Linked DNA regions of Gossypium arboreum: region 1 is linked to region 2. A link is a contact called in public Hi-C data. All regions are on one chromosome and are shown on one strand. The core of a region is the stretch at or near the end of the contact, and the rest is flanking DNA. Distances in the headings are between cores, read along the strand shown.

Evidence for each region. Hi-C and Micro-C count contacts between places; a contact is called where the count stands out from the background.
Region 1: a contact with region 2 is called in a Hi-C map of leaf, with 5 times the contacts expected there. The contact joins the promoter of LOC108469985 here to the promoter of LOC108469035 in region 2. A contact is called at or near these places in 2 of 5 Hi-C or Micro-C datasets (both in leaf).

What each region holds. Positions count from the first base shown.
Region 1 is chr8:24,580,615-24,586,850 of ASM2569848v2, reverse strand. LOC108469985 (AT-hook motif nuclear-localized protein 9-like) reads right to left here and starts at 3,851. Exons shown (of 7, transcript XM_053018048.1): 1 at 3,401-3,851; 2 at 2,795-2,836; 3 at 2,161-2,627; 4 at 1,567-1,634; 5 at 955-1,086; 6 at 609-770; 7 at 1-487. The coding sequence starts at 2,590. The coding sequence ends at 257.
Region 2 is chr8:24,388,588-24,394,099 of ASM2569848v2, reverse strand. LOC108469035 (mediator of RNA polymerase II transcription subunit 2) reads right to left here and starts at 3,430. Exons shown (of 3, transcript XM_017769924.2): 1 at 3,152-3,430; 2 at 3,005-3,066; 3 at 2,666-2,919. The coding sequence starts at 3,209. The coding sequence ends at 2,791. It overlaps LOC108468880, which reads right to left. Exons shown (of 3, transcript XM_017769747.2): 2 at 5,472-5,512; 3 at 4,389-4,838. The coding sequence ends at 4,486.

The sequences.
Region 1 (6,236 bases), core at 2,602-5,101, 190 kb before region 2:
CTAAAAACCATGGCTGCCTATAAAGAGGACTGAAGCATGTCTAATTTAAAACTGGTTCAAATTGGAGAAATGAAATGGTACCGATGGGATCAGTAGAAATCGTGAGTTCTAACTGTCTATCAAAGCTACAAATATCGGACCAAACCGCCGCTCTTGTCGACGAGTAAAATCAAGTGAGATTCCGTCAAGCTGAAAATCAGGCTGCCTGTAGCAGCGAACTTTGTACATTGCTTGTGAAACTATTAGAGGAAACGAGTCAACCGCGCATTAGATCGATGTCAACATGAGTGTTACGCATATCCATTGTTCGTGAACCAGGCCATACACCTGCTGGTGAAGTTGGAATCAGATTTTGACTTGGTGAAATGCCGGACGGAGATACTAGATTGTCGACACTCTGATTGTCCGAGTCATTTAGACATTCTTGACCTTCTGGTTTCTTGTTCTTTGCCTTTGGACCACCCCATTGAAAACTTCCAACAATCACCTAGTTCATTCATAAAAGGATGATTCAAACAGAAGTTCAATAACAAGTTGAATTAATTATAGATCACTTAGAAAAGAAAATTAATTATAAACCATAGATATCACAGCAACTGAAGAGTTACCTGAACCGGGCTTGCTGCAATAAGCATCCCTCCGACACCTCCACCAATGACGCGGCCATCAGGAGTGGCAAGGGAAACACTAAGAGCACCACTTCGGCTGCAAGAGCCATTGTTGCTGATCAGCAGGTAAGACCCTGATAGACATAATATCTCGAATCGCCCCTACAGATGTCAAAACCAGACAAGAAAAAATATATATTCATTCTTTTCAAAAGAGTTTCCAAGAGGGAAAAAGATCTAAAATGTCGGAATATTGAATAGCAAATATAGGTAATTATATGCTATCCAAGTGTGTTTCATGTAGAAAAAACAAGAAATTGAGAACCGGGTTATTGAGTGCCCAAACCTCATATGTAACAGTGCCACCCGAAGATGATGGCTGAAGAAGAGTTACAGTAGAGACAGCCCCGTTGGCTGACAAAATGCATACTGCTCTAGGCCCTTGCTGCGAAAATGACATTATCTTCGTTGCAATGTCCTGCACGAAAATGTTTTAAAAAGTTTAAAGGCAAAGGAACTTTCTTCTGGTTATACGATAACCTGCCGAACGATATTGTACCACATTTAAAGAATTTATACCTCAAAAAATGCTTCAAAACACAATATCGACTTTCATTACAGAAAAAAGAAAATACCTTAATGCACTTTTATGCCACTGTTAGTTCCTTATAAATGGCAAACTTTATTTCAATTTTATGAGAAGAGGTAGTGAAACAAAGGAAACTACTGTTCATAATATATTTTCATATATTTTCTAGCTACGTCTACTAGATCTGCATCATCATCATACTTTAAAATGAACAAATCTGGGTCACTTCCAAGCAAATGCATATCACAGTACAGATTGCCCGCTGGCTGCTGCCAGAAACGGCACTGAATCCTGATTTCACATGTAGTTAACTTAGTGGCTATAAACCCGGGTACCAATTAATAAAATCAAGAAAAGAAAATAGCATACTTCTCCTACTGCAACGGTGATGACGTGTGGAGTAAAACCCATCCCAGCTGAACCGGACAGCCAGTCACCTATCAAAACAATTAGATATTTGCAACATCATTGACATAGCAAGAACAAGAAAATACCCGAATTAAGCACCAAATAGCTCAAGGTAGCCCTTAAAGAAGCTTATGAATCCATCTAGCAAGCAGTGATATGAGATTACATGTTAAAACACCAAGGAGAATGAAATTTCAGCCGATAAGCGGTTAGTTACGAAAATTCTGCATTTATGTCACTTGCACATTTTTTAATCTAAAATTTCATGGATTATAGTGAGGCCAATAAGCTCTTAATGTATTAATTAAGTTATTTCTAGCCAAAGCAGCTTCTGACCCTACTCAGCTTGCATTTTAAATCAAATCAGTAAAAAAATAGGGAGCAGATCAGTTGGCAATATTACACAATCAAATTACTAAAATATGTGGACACTACAAAATCCTTTTTAAAATATGCCAAAAAGGTTTATTCCACCAAGTTGAACTGCCACTTCAAGCTACACTCCCCCTAATCATGCTCTACACATTTATAGAAGAGATAGGCCAAATGTCTTACCAAGGGAAGCTAACTGTTGCTTCCTTCCGGTACCCGGTGGCCGCCCTCTTCCTCGTTTTTGGCCCGGCGTTGTGGTCACGGGATGAGGAGCTGATGCAGGAGTCAGCGCCAACGAAACAGTCCCATCAGGACCGTACTTTCGTGGCCTTCCTCTTTTCCGTTTCACTGTCTCACTAGATGGCTGTGCTGAAGGTGTGCCTACATTGACACTATGAGGGGCGATTCCTGATGGAGACTCCATAGCTAAGGTTGATCCCACAGTAGTGACTGGAATACTTGATTGGTATTGTACATTTGGACTAGAGAACGGATGAATGCTTGGAGATCCGTGTATCCCAGACTCAGGTTCGGACCCTGACCCGGTTATTCCTCTTTGTTGCATATAGTAAGATGCAGACCCTGATAATGCCATGGCATCCCTTCGATCCATGCATTCACCTCCAATAACCTATACACTTGAATGATGCCTTCAAAATCAACTTTCAAACAAAAAAATTAACTAAAAAGGAGCTCCAAATTGGGTGAAAATAAAACAGCTGAAAAGCATATAGATCTTAGAACATGTTTGATGGTTTTCCAAGTTAAAATGCAAAGATGCATGCAAAAGATCAGGGAATTGAGCCAGAAAACAAACCAAGGAGATGCATTTAGCGTTTACAAGCAAAGCACTTTGAATCTAGACATGAAAAAAATGAAGCGCCATAATTAGAGAAAGTAAGTAGCGAAAACAGCAATGAAGAAATTACAAAGATTAAGAGTGGAAAATTGGGAAGAGGTGAGAAGTTTAAAGGAAAAGAGACAAAAATGCAAGCTGTTTTACAGCTTACCAAACCACGGGAAACGAAGAAAAAGGCGTCATGTTAAAGATATAAAGGAGATGGGAAACTAAAAACCAGGTCCACACACTCACCAACCTTTAAGACAAAGCATCTTCCACAGCTAAAACCCAGACCTTAACACACTTCAAAAATCACAACCCAAAGAAAGCGATTTGCTCCCTAACATAATTATGTAAATAATAATAATAATAATAATGAAAGAAGCAAACAAAAGTTGAAGACAATGCCATAAAATAAAGTCAAACTAAGTTGAAAAGAAAAACTAAGAGAAACAAAGCAGAAACGGTTGAACTTTTTGCTCCTTTTTTTTTTCCCAAAAAAAAGTAACTTACATTAGTAAACTAGGGTTAAAGGTTCAGACTTTTGAAAGTAGGAAGCTGTGAAGAAGATGGGTTCTTTACCTTGTTTTCAAAAAGGAAAGATTGACGGAGGTTAAGGGAATTAAAAGCAGAGAGAGAAATGAAGAAGAGAGGCCATTTTTCGAGTGAAGAAGGTGAGAAGAAAGGCGTTTATTTATTACTTACAGTACAGAAAAGAAAAAAGAAAAAAAAAAGCTCCTTCCCTTTGCATACAGAGGTACGTATCGGGATGCATATGTATTTCTAGGGCAGAGCTTTCTCTTTCTCCTTAAATCTCTCTCTCTCTCTCTCTCTCTCTCTCTCTCTCTCTCTCTCTCTCCTCCATTATAAAAGCTGTTTCTTTCCTTTTTGTTCTTGGTTTCTCTTTCTTGCTATCAAAAAAGTTTCTTTTATCTTTGCTTTCCTCTCTACAGTGCGAGGAAGGGAGTTGCTGTAATTGGTGTTGGATGTGTGATAGGTTACATGCCACTTTTAATCATACCATTCAATTCAAATTCGAATTTTCAAAATCACTATTACAATTGTCACGACTTTCGAAATCTTTATTATTCATAAATAATTAAACAGACATAAAATACATCTTAATTTTGAGATGTTTTAAGATATAAATGACACGTCTGCGGACATTTGTCTAGGATCGTAATTCGGTTTCTTAAATTTTTTTCAAAAAAAATAAGGCCTTGCTTTTTTTTTTTCTTGCACTCGTTTAAGTATTTAAATTTTCACAATATATCAAAAATGTTAATTTTAAAAAAATAATTAATCTCTTACTTTTTTTAACTTAATTAGGTAATTAAAATTTTAAAATACATAAAAAAAAGCCCTCAAATTGTTTCAAAAACAATTAAGCTCTTGGTTTTTACACTCAATTGAGTACTTAAATCACCTCTAATTTTTTAGTTAAAGCCACCGCCACATGTCATATTGTGTTACGACACATGATAGTGCTAACTGAAAAAAACAGGTGTTGTTAACTTTAACGATCAACGGTTAAAGTTAATGGTTAAAGGTCTTTTTATGTATTTTTAATTTTTATGATTTTTATAAAATTCTACAATATTTTATAATTTTTTACAATTTTCATTCTAATTTTTAATAAAATTAAAATATTTTATATTTTTATTAAAATTTAATAATTTTTATAACTTTTATTGATTTTTATTTTTTATAATTTTTTGCCACATGTCATGCCAGGATTGTGACATGAGGTGGCTTTAACTGAAAAAAATTAGAGCAATTAACTTTAATAGTCAATTGTTAAAGTTAACGGCCAAAGAACCTTTTTGATGTATTTTACAGTTCAAATATCTAATTGAGTGAAAAAAATTCAGGGGCTTAATTATTTTTTTTCAAAAAGTTTGAAGGTCTTTCTAATACGTTTTGAAAGTTCAAATACCCAATTAAGTGCAAAAAAAAAATGGCTTAATTGTTTTTTTTTAAGTTTGAGGGCATTTTTGATGCATTTTAAAAGTTCAAATATCCAATTAAGTGCAAAAAAAAAAAAAAAAGAAGAAGAAAAAGAAGAAGAAGCAAGGGTTTAATTGCTCTTTTTGAAAAAGTTTGAGGATATATACACCCTTAAGCCAAAAATTATAATTTTTATATGTATTTGGTTGATAGATTGTAATTACATTGTAATTTCATAGATCATGTTTAGTAATAGAAGTTGTAGTTACTATAGAAATATTATTAATATGATAAAATAATTTCTAAACAAGTAAAATAAAATTAAAATAAAATCATAATATGTATTATGTTAGCCTAAAAGAGTAGTTGATAATACAACTACTATTACAAGTAACAAGAAAAATAAAAATTATATATAATTTTATCTAATTGTTTCCTAATACATATTTTTCAAATTATTCTCTTTAATATTTAACATATGCTTTTTATCATTATTTGTTGGTCATTGACCAAGTTTATCATCATTATCTAATTTTTAATATGCATCATTATGATTGTTAAGATCTCCTTCTTCCATTTAGTTTTTGAAGTATAGATCATTCCAATTCTATCTATGATTGAAGTTATAAAATATGCAACATGCTAATACGATTCAACCTTGTTTTTTTATGCTATACCAAGATGACGTTGTTAATATGATAAATATATGTTTAGAACAACAAATATTTGCTCAACCACATTTTGAAGCATCGAATGTATCAAATAAAAGAGTTTGTGAGCTGCCTGTGGTGCTTGCATCTAGCATCAAGAGTTTGTGAGCTGCCTGTGGTGCTTGTATCTAGCATCATTCTCTCAAAAGGTATCATATCCTACAATATGGTGCAAGAATATCTTTTGTTTTTACATAATTAACATCAACCTTATAATATTCGAGTTCACAGTCCAAATAATTTGTAGCTTTAATTACAAAAGAACTTATATAAACTTAATCGGGAGAACGACTTATGCTATGTTATATCATTTTTATAATACGTAAATTAAGTAAAAATAATATATTATTTATAATATATAACCTTCATAAATAAAGTTTTATAAAGTATTTAATAATTTTCATAACGGAGAAATACTTATAAATATCGATTTTTTTAAAATTACTAAATGGGCTGATTTTTTGAAAAATTACAAGATTAGGTCAAAATAACAAAAACGCTTCTAGTTGGAAGCGCTTTCCACAACGGTTACCTGTCCCAATAGCTACCCCACCCAATGGTTATTTAAATAGCCATTGAAACCCCCACTAATAGCTCTTTTTATATATATAAAAACCCCTAATTCTTTTCTTTTTTTTCGATTCAATCTCAACTATCTATGTCTCATATTCACATATCTCTCTCAAATTTCTCTCAATTCCTTCTTAATTTCCCAATAGCTACCCCACCCAATGGTTATTTAAATAGCCATTGAAACCTCC
Region 2 (5,512 bases), core at 2,181-4,680:
GGAAGTAAAAATATAAGCAAAAATCTACAAGAAACCCTAGGAGATAATCATAAAGGATGATAGCGGTTTGGATATTTGTAAATTCTGGATCATTCGAATTTAATCCGCAAATCTGCCTTAAAATTTAAATCCACAAATTATCCAATTTTTACTATTCAAATCCAAATTTGAATTAAATAGCAATATCCAATGGATATTCAAGCCTGAATTTAACATTTTTAACTTTACGTTAGATATTTGAATCCACAAAAAAATTTCAACATTATATTTGAATTTAGATTTGCATGGTAAGTAGAGGCGAATTTTGAAATCAGATATCCACATCTGTTATTCGAATATCGAATACGGATTCAAATAATAAATATCCGAGGAATTAACTCCACATCTAATTTTTATCAATAATATTTTTAGTATCTGAATCCAAATATTTTTTTAAATTTGTAGAATTCGAAAGGAATATCTAAATTCATAATCCTAATTGCGATCAGTTAAAAGGTCTTACGGTAGAAAGTAGAGCTGCCATCTTTTTCTTAAAGACGAAATATAACTATCAATTAAACCATACACAATAATTTGATAATAGTTTATAATGCCAGAAGTTCTTTTCGGCCAAATTTAAATTAATTATTTTGCTAAGAATAAATCACAATAAAATGAAAATAAATAAACTTAAATTTATTAAAAGAATTTAAACATAATTGTAAGAATCAATTAAACTAAATTTAAATTTAAATATTTCAACGAAATAGCATAAAAATCAAAACAACAACATAATTTATAAATAAAAAATTAAAATCTTTATTTTTTTATCTCTTTAAATTGAAATAGAATTCATCACTTCGCCCTGCAGGATGACGTTGACAAACCATCAACGAATCCCGGACAAAATAAGTACTGTTGGTGCCTTTTCTTACTCTATTATTCTGCGTAGACCATGGTTGACTCATTTACTTTTTTTAGGGGGTGAGGGTGTTAAAAGTAAAGTGCACTAAAAAATAAAATAACATTTAGACCCAAATTTTTATATTTTTTTAAATTGATACTCGAATATATTTTGTCCTCATTAATTCTGGATCTCAAAATTTTTAATTTGGTTCTTAAACATAAATTCCATTAAAACATAATGAAGTGACACTTTAAGGTAGTGCATGTCATCATCTAAAATTTTCAAAATTTATATAAAATCTAAAATATTATAAAAATATTTTTAAAAAATTTCAAATAATATTATAACATAATCTCAAAATGTCATATCATCATATCTTAGTAGAATCAAATTTTGGGATCAAATTAAAAGAAAACAGACTAAAGTGAGAAAAAAATTTTAAAATCAATATAAAAAAAAAACTAAATATTACTTTGTCCTTGAAAAAACTAACATAGGCTGCCGCACTGAGTAGTTCTTGTCTTTTAATTATTTTGCCGTCAGTTTTGGCTTGATTTCAGAAAAAAAAAATTAAAAAAAAAAATCAAGAACTAGAAGATTAAAATTTGTTTCGAATGGTGAAATTTGGCATATGGTCGGCAGGTCCAGACATTTTAGTACCAATGTCAAGACAAGTTGCTTTGGTTTTTTCTTATTACCAAACTTGACTTTTAAAAAGTTTCACATTTCACCTAACCTGCAGACACAAAAATAGTAGCAGAGCAAGTTGTTTAGAAAAATTCCAAAGACTAGACTGGTCAATGATGAAATGGACTTCAAACCCATTTTTTTTTCTTTCTAGTTTGTGAAGGCAGAGCTGTGGGTTCTACGTGATGGGCTTCCCTTGGCAAAAAATGCGAACATCAAAGAAAATAGGTATGCGGATGCCCTCGCGTATCTTGGAAGCAAGTTTTCAAGCTCCCCATCTGCAAAATCTACTTTTGTTTGTATACTTTTCCCATTGAATGTTTGATCCCTTTGATCCAAGCTGACTCCGAAGGGCATGTTACGTATCGAATTGTTCCTTAATCTATGAATGGTCCTTTCTCAAACCAAAAAACAAGGAGCAAAAAAAGTTCATCCAAAGCTCAAACCCATTTGATCAGAGGCACGTTAATGTGTCTTGGCTAAACTTTTTCATTAGATGTCCTTTCCTAGTAAGAAAGACAACAATATGAAACTCTATACCATTCAATATTTGATCATTCAACAATGAACTATGAAAAAACCAGACCACCACCCTAAATCTTATGCCAAAGAACTAAAAACCCACGCAAGTTTTGCAACTGAACCGACGGCTTGATTTACCCCATCTACCCATTACTAACAATGCAAACATGCAAAGCAATTTCCTATCTTTCCAAATTTATTCATCAAATGTCATCAGCATTTCCCAAAATTTCCACCATTGGCCACAGCATAGATCATAAAACTCTTCAACAAAAACATTACATTCGACTTGCTGTTAAACGAAAAGGGTAAGCTACCATGCCAAGTTGAACTTCATCAAATAGCTAGCGAAATTTACTAAAACCTTAATATAAACATTCATAAGAAAGTATTGCCATCCTCTTTAACGCACTGTTGCACACTAGCACTTAAACAACCATCAATGGAAGCAATTATATTATCTCACTTTCCATGTTTTCCAAACTGATACACATTTTTAACTAAGAAAATTGATTTGCTAAAATAGATTCATTAACCAATATTATGCTGTCATACCCAAAAAGATTCTCATTTCTCAAGCTAACATATGCATTCATCTCAATAATCAAAATTTAACAGAAATAAAAATAAAATAAAAAAAGAAGAATAAGAAGAGGATATTGAATATTCCCTCTAAAATTACATAACCATGAAGCTCATTTGTCAAGCTCCATTGCTTGAGCTGCTTTAGCTTTAGCAACTTCAGTTAACTTGGTCTTCAATTTTCTTTTCCCTACTTGAAACCCACTTCCACCTTTCTTCTTTTTCTTCTCACTACCATCAACCTAATTAACATTACAGATTTATCCATGATATAAGTCCTTAAATAAATAAAATTTATTAACAAATGAAAGAATAAAATGCCTTTACCTTCATCTTATTCTTCTTCGCTTGAAGCTTCTTAACCTTCTTTTCTTTCTCTTCCCTCTCCCCTAATTCGACAAGACAAATACAAATCATAAATCACTGAAAAGAAAACCCAAATGAGAAAGGGGAAATAATTGAAGAAATTCGTACTTTGGAGATCGAATTCGTGCTGCTTTTTCCTACGAGATAAATTATTCTTCTTCGACATATTCCTTTGTAGGCACCGCCTCCAATTTCACTGCTCTTCCTCCTCTGTGCTTAAACCTAACCCTAACCTTTATTTGGGTGGTTTTTTTTTTCTTTTAATTCTTTATTTGGTTTTTAGGACGTGGGTGGTTTTGTACTTTTGGGTCTGACATTATGGCCATTGGCCACCGTTGGGTCCATTTGAATGGGTTGGGGGGGGTGAGGTTATCTTTGATAAGAATGGCAATGAGATGAAAATCAACATCAAGGACACTAATATTATGATTAGGTCTAAACCACTCTAATTAGCCATGAATGAGTTTGTATAACATTTAAGGTTTATATTTTGACCCAAATCAAGATTAAGTACATATAATATTGATATTATAAATTAATTCAACTAATATTTTGTGTTTATATGATATTGATATTATGAATTAGCTCAACTTGAACTTGATCCAACCTATAAACATTAATATTCTGTGTCTAATTACTTTGCAATTTACGTATTTACTCCATTTACATAACTAATGAGGAACTTTTTAAGGATAACAACGAAACGAGTGTCTGTAATTTTTTACTTCGTTGAAAGTAATACATTGCGAAAAACTCTTCCCCTAAACGCTTCTCCTCCTTCACTCTTCCTTGGTCTTACCCTTTTGCGCTTCCTTGGTGGCCAGTTGGTCACCAATCATCGCCCCCTCCATGCTGGCCTTCTCCCAAACTCCCTCTTCTCTCTTTCTTCCATATCTCCCCATTCCCCCCCCCCCCCTTTCTTCTCCCTCCATTTCCTCCTCTCCCTTTCCTTGTTGGTTGTCAGATGTCTCCTTTGCCTCCGCTTGTTTTTCCGGCTTAAAGAGGACTTTTTGGAGAAATAATATCTTGGCCTTGTGTAGGCCCTCAACTTTTCTTGGAGGGAGACCTGATTGAGGCCGTCGCCTTCACAGGATGCGAGATTTTGTCATCCTCTATATCTTAAGATGTAAGGATACGACAAGTTTTCTTGGTCTACTACTGGACTTTCGATCAAGCTATCGTACCGATTCTTTACATTATGTTTAACTATGGACTTGTTCCTTTGTCCCAGGGGCTTTCTAGCCTTTATTTCTTTATTCTGTAATGCTATTAATAAAAAGATCAGTATCGAGCAATGCAAAAAGTCATACATACGTACATACGTCTTGAAACCCTAATAAGCACGTTTCACTACAATCATTTGATGTTAATATTAAGGTAGAGCTCCAAAAGCATTTACTGTTAAAGTCATTATTTAGCCAACAATACATATCAGAAACACTTCACTCACCTAAACTTGCTTGAGCACTACGAAATAATTCCTTGGTTACTCCATAATAGACTGGTTTGTTACCCGTAAAGGTGATAAAGTTCCACCCGAATGCTGATCCCCCAACAATATATGACCCGGGAACTTCACCATTTTCGGATTGTTGTTTATCTAAGACACTACTTGACTGAAAAGCATTGTTTTCGGAAGATATTGCCGGCTTAACAAGTTGCGGCTGCTCTTCTGGGTTCTGCTTCATTCCAGATTCACTTGGCACTTGTTGGTTTACTGCTGCATTATTACATTTCTCTATGGGAACTGTTTCAGCCATTACCTGCTTGTATAACTCCACTAAAAGCTTCATATCTGCAGATTGTAAATCACGAATTCAAAACAACATTAAACCCAAATTGTGAATCAAACATAAATACATGATACGATCTTAAGAGAATTGATGCTTATGAAAGAAGAGATTCAAGACATAGGGATATTAAAACCCATCAATAATTTATGCTAAACTTGGGAATAAACTATTTATATGTGAAAGTTAGGGCAGGCCTGCCCTGATGATACTCTGTTTCTCAACTATTTTCTCAATATCTAACTAGGGTTGGTAGCGGGTTGGATATTAATATCCAAATATTATCTGAATACGTGGGTATCCAAACTTGCACCATCCACTACTATGCTATCCTTATGGTCTAATCTAACAGGTTGGTTAAACAAGTCAAATAGGGCTCAGAGTATTAGGCTAACTCGAATTGGAGTTATGCAACATTTTGTGACTACACATAAAATTTAGTGATTCAACAGGAAATGTTCGAAGTTAATCATAGCTAATAAATGAAAAACAAACAATATGAATCATACCTTTCCTTTCCGATATCCTAAGCAAACAGATAGCAATAAAGATCAAATCCATGTATGACTGTAGTTAACAACAATTACAGAGCCAACAGTTTCAAAACTTAACAGTGTGTGTTTGTGCCATTCGCTTACTTTCTTTAATTTCGTTGACAGCCTTAGAATTTCGAAAATCA